Regions from separate parts of the Mus musculus genome. Here regions 1 and 3 are each linked to region 2. A link is a contact called in public Micro-C and promoter capture Hi-C data. All regions are on one chromosome and are shown on one strand. The core of a region is the stretch at or near the end of the contact, and the rest is flanking DNA. Distances in the headings are between cores, read along the strand shown.

Region 1 (2,758 bases), core at 32-2,531, about 23 Mb after region 2:
GGGGTAGAGAATAACCTAAGGGGAGGGATGGAAAGGAGAACGGAAGGTGAATACTGCTTTGCAACCAACTTGGGGAGTTACAAAGTGGAACCGCGGTCCAATTTGGTCGGGGTTCCGAGGTCAGGGGCTGGCCTTTGGGGGAGAAGGGGGCTGAGGAGCAGGGAGCGGGATTTCACCTGAGCCTGCCGGGGCTGCTCCTCCCTCCCGCTGCGGCCTCCCAGCCCCGCGCCTTCCCACCGCCTCCGGACCACATCGGGCTTCGCTGCGCTGAGCCCCAGTCACCACCAAAAGAGTGTGCGAGTCTGGGGATGAACCCTGGGGCTGCACTGTTGGTCTATGTGTCTGTCAGTCTGTCTGCTTCTTCTGCCGCCGCCGTCAGAGGGACACCTCTGCTCCCCGCCCCCTTTCCCCTTACCCGAGAGAATCCCAGCGGGCGGAGGGGGAGCTGAGTAAGGGAACGACTGCCTCCGGGAGGCTGTCACCGATCCCCGCGCCACCCCCCACCAAGCTCCTGGCTCCCTAGCGGACCAGCCCCCCCAGCCCACCCCACCCCGCCGCTCCCTTTCTCCACCCCTTTTGCCGGCCCAGGCAAGTACACCGCTGGCCCTCTGAGCTACGAGGCTAAGGGTGCGGGGGATTAACAGGAGAGTCCACCACGGAAGTTGCCCCATCTCGAACAAACCTGGTGCCCCTGACCCTTGCCCATGGCCTGGATACTTCGGCTTCAGAAGCTGATGCTGTCTTTCCGAGGACATCCCAGTCCCAGCACCCCAGCTCAGATCCCCGCAGTTTTCCCTTCCGATGCTTCAGTGAAAGCCCGGGCGGGGAGCCGCGTGAGCGCCCGCAGATCCGTTGCAGAGTGGAACTGAGTCTGAACCCGGGTGGAACTCGTTGTCCGGGAGGAGGCGAATATCTCGACGCCCGCAGCCCAGCGGGCGGGAGGCTGGGCTGAGGCTCGCCTCCTCCCGGAGCTCAGCCATGCAAAAGTGCACTTGCTTCCCCGGGAATAACCAAATATCTTTGTCTAAAGTGGCGGCGTAAATGGCCGGTCGCTTTGTGGCCACGCTGGATATTAGTAGATGAGGATCATTCTGCTTCAATTGGGCGCCTCTCATCCGGCTAGGAAGAAACTGCTTAGGAGGAAGTGGGTTTCCTGTCTGAGCGTTCCCAGGCTTCAAGTGTGAGCCCCGCGCCTTGAGGGTCCTTGGGCGCCTGGCAAGGGGGAGCTGTGGGCTGTGCTCCCTAGCGGGCCCGGGGGCGTCAGCCTCATTGCTGTTACCAGGTCAGGATCAGCAGCTAAGTGGGTTACCCAGCCAAGCCCTGCATGGCACAGATTTGGAGACCACCTCCGTTTTTTTTTTTTTCTCCTTGGAATTTAAGCGTTTTCGTTATTGTTTGTTTTTGTTTTGGCTTTGCTTGTCTGCTGTTCGAGCTTTCTTGGAGCGCTAGAGGCTGGGAGGGCGGAGTGCTTCCTGGCCCGGCAGGTGCCTCCTAGACACTTCGGCGGCCAGTCAAGGAGGCTTCTTGATTTTGGTTTTTGTTTTCACATTTTCTTTCCCCTCCTTGTAGTGAGGGAGCTCCCGATAATGAACAAGCAGTTTTGAACTACTTAATTCAGCAGGGTAGGCTCCTTTCCATTAATAGCAATTATAGTATGGAAAGTTGTTTTATTTGCTTTTTAAGATCTCTCCTTGAAGAGTGCTCTCTACTCCCTCAACACAAAGCCGACGACTAAACTAACATTAGCTTTCCTCACCACCTACCTCCATCGTGAAGGGAAGGAAGGCTCTGGGCATCAGCGGGCCTCCCATCTGGGCCCGCATTTTCGAACCGCCCCCGAGGTGGCTTTGAAGCAGGGAACCCCGACTTTAAGCGGCCAGGTGCGTTGTGTCTCTGTAGCTAAGGACAAGTGGAAAGCAGAGCTCTGCGCTCTCCTTTCCCAGGGACTTCTCTGGGGGGCGCTCTCAAGATGAGCTACAGCACTTTGGTCTACAGTGTCGAGAGTGCAGGGAGGGGAAGCCACGCTAGATCAAGTGAACGGCAGAAAGGGCAGGCAAAGCATAATGCAGACCTAGTCTGAAGGCGCGACCCAGATCTGCTAGCATTGGGAACGGGATCGTCTTAGGAAGTCCCTGGTCCTCCGTCTCCATTTAACCCCGTTATTTTATAATTGTTGGTGGTCATAGGAACACCAAGGGTAGAGTGTCATTTGTCTCTCCCGGTTTTAGTGCCACTTACAGAAGGAGGTAATTCTTCAGAAGGTTTTTTGGTGAGATTTAAGCAAAATCAGGCACATCAAAACACGCCCAAAGCTTTGAGGGAAGAAAATTAAGCTCACTAACAAGGTCGATATTTCTGTGTCTGTGGTTAATATCAAATCCATTGCTTCTTCGGGGGGCCTGTTAGTCTGGAGTGAAAGGTTTGTTCAATCTTCTACAGTCTCTGAGCCGTGCAGCCCGGACCTTCAAAAACACCAGCAGGTGGCCAGTTTGGGAGAATGTACACAAGCTGCATCTTAGCCCTACTGTAACTAGGGGCCCCCATCCCCAGCCGCACAGCACTAGGTGAGGGGCTGAGCTTCAGTCAGAGTTCGAGGGGAGTGATGCCTGGCAACCCCCATGCTTTACCCTGAAGGGGAGGGGAACTGGACTGAGCTTCAAACTTCTCCTGCTGGCACCAATGCCAACAGCTCCCATCTAGAACTGGGGGTGAGGGGCTCTGTTGCACTCTGTGACTTGAACCAAATGAACTTCCCATA
Region 2 (2,823 bases), core at 261-2,760:
GGGCACTTGCTGAGCTGGCAGTTTCCCGGGGGATTGGCCAGGGGAGTGGGGATTGGGCGTTTAGCAAGGTCCTCAGCTTGGGAACAGGGCAGGAGTTCGAGACGCTCACCTCCACGCCCGCAAACTCTGCCCCTGAAACTCTGGCTACTTCCTCCGGACCCAGAATTGCCTTTCTGAGTAAGAGATCACCTTGTACCGGCTCCCTAAATCCCCATCCTACTTAAAAAACAGAAATAAATAAATAAAACATATTTAAAAAATGTAAAGAGCCCTGCAATCACTGGCTTCCATAGCCACTCTCCTTCTTGCTCATTAACCTCTCTGCTTCCACTTTTCCAGAATCCTTTTTGGGGTTTCAAGGTATTTGGTAAAAAAAAAAAAAAAAAAAAAAACAAAACAAAAAAAAAAAAACAAAAAAAACCGCTTGCAATCAACCAACATGGCTGAGTGCATTTGAGGCACCGGGAGCATAACTACTCACAAGATCTCCTAGGAAGACGAGAATATTGATCCCCCACCTTAAATGTATGGACTACCCAAGGTTAGCATGCAGGGCTTAATTTGGAGTTAGCGGACATGAAATGTTCTCAAGGTTCTCCTCCACCTAGGGCTGGCAGCGTGGAGCACCAAGGCTGCTCTATCTTTCCCTAGCTTTGCTCCCTTCAAAAGAACAAGGCTTTTCTCTGTAAAAGAATGAACTCCAGCCTAGGTCCAGCACCTTTGGAAGCACAGTCCTCTGAGAGCAGGGAAACTTTAGATTGGGTCACCGTAGCAGGAAAGGAGAGCCCAGACGTTTCTCCGGGAGGGGTGACACGGCAGGCCAGGGCGCAGATCCATAGCGCCCACGATGTGGCCACGTCTTGAGAACCGCCCTCGACCACAGGGCCAGGCAGCCGCGGGGAATCCCTTGGGACTAGAGGTTTCCGACTAGAGGTTTCCTCTACCTGACCGTTAGATGGACTCGGTTGTTGAAACTTTTCTTGCCTCGCAGCCCGGGCCCGAGCCACCCCCAAAGGGCCCGGAGAACTCCGAGGGATCCCAGGCGGGATGGGACATCACCCAGAGCGTCGAAGCCGCTTGCCACTACTGCTGTCACAGCCACTTGGGGAGGGGGAGACTGCAACAGCGACCCAGACAGTCCCCTGTTTGCGGTGCTGTGCTCGGGTGCGGGGGCGCTGGGCGCGCTCTGGCGCGGAAGGAAATCGCCCCGCGTCCTCCCCGAAGCGGAGGGGGAGAGCTGGGGGGGGGAGAGGGAGGGGAGAGGCGGGCGCAGGGGCTGGCCGCTCGGGCCAGGTCGGTTTTGAATGGTTCGCAGGACGAATTGTTAGACCCCGAGCAAGGGGGGAGGGGGCGAGGGAGGGGGGCTGGAAAGAGGAAACTTTCCTATAAAACTTCGAAAAGTCCCTCCTCCCCACGTCAGGCCAATGACACCGCTGCCCCCAAACTTTCCGCCCGCACGGAGGTATAAGAGCCGCCAAGTCCACAGCCCGCGCCCAACTCTCAGACACCTCGCGGGCTCGCCAGCACCGGCACCGGCTGCGCCAGGCCGGAACGGGGCGCGCTTGCGGCCGTCGGGCGCCTTCTTTTTGGACCTCGGGGCCCTCCACACCGTCCCCTCCCCCGCCCGCCTCCCTCCCCGCCTCCAGCGCCCTCCCCGCGGAGGTCCCCCCACCCCCATCCCGCCTCCCTGCGTCCTCCGGGCCGCACCGCCCGGGCCGGCGCCGAGCGCGGGGAAGCTGGCGGGCTAGGGCGCCCCGCTCCTCTGCTCTACCCTCCCCCGTCCCGGCTCCGCGAGGCCGCACGTCGCCGCCCGCGAGATGATGCAGGACGTGTCCAGCTCGCCAGTCTCTCCGGCCGACGACAGCCTGAGCAACAGCGAGGAGGAGCCGGACCGGCAGCAGCCGGCGAGCGGCAAGCGCGGGGCTCGCAAGAGACGCAGCAGTCGGCGCAGCGCGGGCGGCAGCGCGGGGCCCGGCGGGGCCACGGGCGGGGGCATCGGAGGCGGCGACGAGCCAGGCAGCCCGGCCCAGGGCAAGCGCGGCAAGAAATCTGCGGGCGGAGGCGGCGGCGGCGGCGCGGGCGGAGGTGGTGGCGGCGGCGGCGGCAGCAGCAGCGGGGGCGGGAGCCCGCAGTCGTACGAGGAGCTGCAGACCCAGCGGGTCATGGCTAACGTGCGGGAGCGCCAGCGCACGCAGTCGCTGAACGAGGCGTTCGCCGCCCTGCGCAAGATCATCCCCACGCTGCCCTCGGACAAGCTGAGCAAGATTCAGACCCTCAAACTGGCGGCCAGGTACATCGACTTCCTGTACCAGGTCCTGCAGAGCGACGAGCTGGACTCCAAGATGGCAAGCTGCAGCTATGTGGCCCACGAGCGGCTCAGCTACGCCTTCTCCGTCTGGAGGATGGAGGGGGCCTGGTCCATGTCCGCGTCCCACTAGCAGCGGAGCTCCCCACCCCCTCTGCAGGCCGGAGACCTAGGTAAGGACCGGCTCCAGGGATCGATCGGGCCAGGCCGCGGGTCCCCTGTTCACCTCGCCACCGTGCTGGGTATCCCCCCCCCATCCCCCTCCACTCTCCTCGCTGCCCTCCACCTAGCCAGGCACCGCCACCTCATTCCACCCGCATCCCTGGCAAGCAGTTCAGTCCCCACAGGGGAAACAGGTCCTAGGGTCGGGGAGAACCAGTGTGCCCAGGAGAGGTGTATGTGTGTGTGCGCGTGCGGGGGTGTGCATGACAGAAGATTGAGAAAGTCAAGCATAGGGGCCTTGTGCCCAAAACGCCATCCCCCAAACCCCTTTCTTTCTTCTTTAAAATTCCCTTCTT
Region 3 (2,758 bases), core at 147-2,646, about 23 Mb after region 2:
TTCTGAAATCTTGGCTTTCCTTGTTATAAAGCACCTGACTACGCAATACAAGTATTGAGCGGAGACAAGGATGAAACCACAAAGTCGAGCCTTGAAATGACTTTGAACATCTGAAACCAACAAATAAAGGGGGGGGGGGGCTATGTTCAAGTATTTCTATTTGTGAAGCCTCATTGTGGAAATACCTGACTGCAATAAAAGACATTTGAAGTAATCTTTCAATCCTTAACTTGATTGTAACTTGAATTCAGGGTGCACACCCACCACAGAAGCAGATGCCTGGAGATCAATGGTCAGCTCCAAGACTGATTACTAGACGTCCTGGGCTCTTGTCATTTACTGGTGAACATCGGGATTCCTCTGATTTCTTTGTGTGCAGAACCTTCGGGAGAGTGCGCGCATCACCTACATCCTGGATATGTGTTAAAGAGAGGGCTGTTGTGATGGAGACGAAGTAATATCATCCACTTTCCGGTGTCACACAAATACCCGAATCCATTCACAATGCTTCTCTTCCTTATTTCGTCCACATACGTCACAACCTTGTCTCCATAAAGAAATGCATTTCTCTGTCCCAAACTCTTCTATCCGTTTCGGATTTGGGTGAATGAAAGTGAAAAATCCCCAGGTAGGCAGAACCACACAGCATCTGTGGTAGCTAAGCTGAAGTCGCGGGGAATTACATACAGATGCTCAGAGGCAGTGTCAGCGGGTACCTCCTTGGGGCTGACTTTCATATTTAAAATCAAACCTTTCAAGGTGGCTCTATGGTGTTGAGAACCCTGGCAAATTCTTACACACGGAAACCAGGACCCTGGGTGAGTGATGCAAGGGGGTGGGATGGGATGGACGTGGCCACTGCCACCAGCGCTCCGGGGATCAACCCTCCTTCCCCGTGGACGTCCTGTGCTCCTCTTTAGTCTGGTTTTTTAATTTTTTTTTCCTCACTGCACCTGGCCTCTGCTAGGATCCTGCTTGACTGAGGTTTAGCCCCTCACTGCTGGACTAACCACTTCGGGCGGGGTACGGGAAGGAGTCTCTTGTCCTTACACCTCAAGCGCCTCCTCCACTCGACTTCTCCCCATCCTGAGTGAACTGGAAGGAGATAGAATTTGTGGACAAGATTCTGACAGTCCCCAAAGGTCAGCATGACAGGTAGTTCTCAGTCATCCCTTAAGGGTCGTGCCACTTGTTCTCTGAGAGCTCTAACCTCCAACTTTAATTTGACAAATTCATCTCTTCCCCAAAAGGTGTCCTCGGTCTCTACCCACTTAAAGTTATTCAAACCGAGACCAAAGCTTCTGTTCGCTTATTCAGCATTTTTATCAGCTTGATTTTGCACTCTGTTTGCGGCGCCCCTGGGAAGACGTCAAACACTCTTATTCATTGTATTTAGTCACCCAGGTGCGGAGCCAGCCAGAAACAGACGGCGGAAGGAGTTTCCCGGACTGAGCTGTCACTCACCGGCCTGCACCAATTACAACGCAGATTGCTCGCGGGCCCACCTCTTTTGGGGTGTGTCACAAGTGAGTGATAGACTGAGCCGCCCGGCCCTGCTCAGCCCAGCCCACGTTGCTGCTTAGATTGAAATGCAGAACTCAAGCCTCTTTCAGCCCGGCACAGACTTCCTTTTACTCTTTCCTTTGGCACTCTTGTCGCCTCCTCCCGGGAAGAAGCCAAGGCACCCTCGGCTTGGAGCAGCGACAGGCCGGCTCAGTGAGAACAAGAAAAAAGTTTCTTTCTGGGAGTGCGGAACTGGGGCCGGGTTGGTGTACTGCTCAGAGCAATGGGTGAGTGGCTGATGGGGGACGTTGTCAGATCCGAGGAGGGAGGGAGCGAGCAGGCGAGGGCTAGAGGGAGGGAGCTGAGGCGCGCCACCGCGCTGTATTGACTCAGACTGCGTCCGTCGAGCTGTAAGCACCCTCCAAGGGTCAGTGGCGGAAAGGGTTCTGTGAGAGCCACTGGGTGACAATTGATGCCATTTTGCGATTTAAGGGAAGAGGGCCGTGGCATTGGCGAATCTCGCAGCTCCAGTGTCAATCCAAGTTTTGTTGCACACGTGTTTACACTTGCAAGCAAAACAGAACAAAAACACCCCCCCCCCAGCTTTCTCTGGACTGCGTCTAACCCCGCAGAAGGGAGGGGTAAGGCGGTGGAAGGGAGCAAGGGCCGAGTGTTTTGGTACCAGGCAGGCAAAGAGGGGCGCGCTGGAGCCTCAGAACCGATTTCCCCGCCTGCTTCGGAGAGTTTTAAGTGTCCGGAGTTGCCCTGGGTCTCTCTTCTTGTTTGTTGTTGGGAATCGCAAAGTAGGAGCGAGGTCTGGCCGCAGCTTGTTTTGAGACGTTTGGCTCAGGCCGGAACAGTCTGGTTTCGGGGCAACCCCAGTCCTTATAGAAGGGTGTCATAACCCTGCCCCTGGACGCTCTTGGAGGCCGAGTGGCAGGCGGCTGTCCCAAGCAGTTGGTGCGCGTTGTGGCGCGCTCTGTGCTCCTTTTGCAGAGCCAGCCTTCGGGGAGGTGAACCAGCTGGGAGGAGTGTTCGTGAACGGAAGGCCGCTGCCCAACGCCATTCGGCTTCGCATCGTGGAATTAGCCCAACTGGGCATCCGACCTTGTGACATCAGCCGCCAGCTACGGGTCTCGCACGGCTGCGTCAGCAAGATCCTGGCGCGCTACAACGAGACCGGTTCGATTTTGCCGGGAGCTATTGGGGGGAGCAAGCCCCGGGTCACCACCCCTACTGTGGTGAAACACATCCG

Evidence for each region. Promoter capture Hi-C pulls out the DNA fragments that hold promoters and counts their contacts. A called contact is a pair of places that touch in the nucleus more often than the background predicts.
Region 1: a contact with region 2 is called in a Micro-C map of embryonic stem cells, with 15 times the contacts expected there. The contact joins the promoter of Nkx2-1 here to the promoter of Twist1 in region 2. A contact is called at or near these places in 1 of 39 promoter capture datasets (hippocampal neurons) and 2 of 484 Hi-C or Micro-C datasets (both in embryonic stem cells).
Region 3: a contact with region 2 is called in a promoter capture Hi-C map of hippocampal neurons, with 5 times the contacts expected there. The contact joins the promoter of Pax9 here to the promoter of Twist1 in region 2. A contact is called at or near these places in 2 of 39 promoter capture datasets (cranial neural crest and hippocampal neurons) and 2 of 484 Hi-C or Micro-C datasets (cerebellum and embryonic stem cells).

What each region holds. Positions count from the first base shown.
Region 1 is chr12:56,535,627-56,538,384 of GRCm38.p6, forward strand. It overlaps Nkx2-1 (NK2 homeobox 1), which reads right to left and starts at 1,282. Exons shown (of 3, transcript NM_009385.3): 1 at 683-1,282. It overlaps Gm26973 (a long non-coding RNA gene), which reads left to right and starts at 1,564. Exons shown (of 6, transcript XR_872771.2): 1 at 1,564-1,880.
Region 2 is chr12:33,956,161-33,958,983 of GRCm38.p6, forward strand. It overlaps Twist1 (twist basic helix-loop-helix transcription factor 1), which reads left to right and starts at 1,511. Exons shown (of 2, transcript NM_011658.2): 1 at 1,511-2,478. The coding sequence starts at 1,818. The coding sequence ends at 2,438.
Region 3 is chr12:56,694,075-56,696,832 of GRCm38.p6, forward strand. Pax9 (paired box 9) reads left to right here and starts at 1,397. Exons shown (of 4, transcript NM_011041.3): 1 at 1,397-1,790; 2 at 2,500-2,758. The coding sequence starts at 1,787. Gm15524 (a long non-coding RNA gene) reads right to left here and starts at 693. Exons shown (of 3, transcript XR_003950120.1): 1 at 1-693.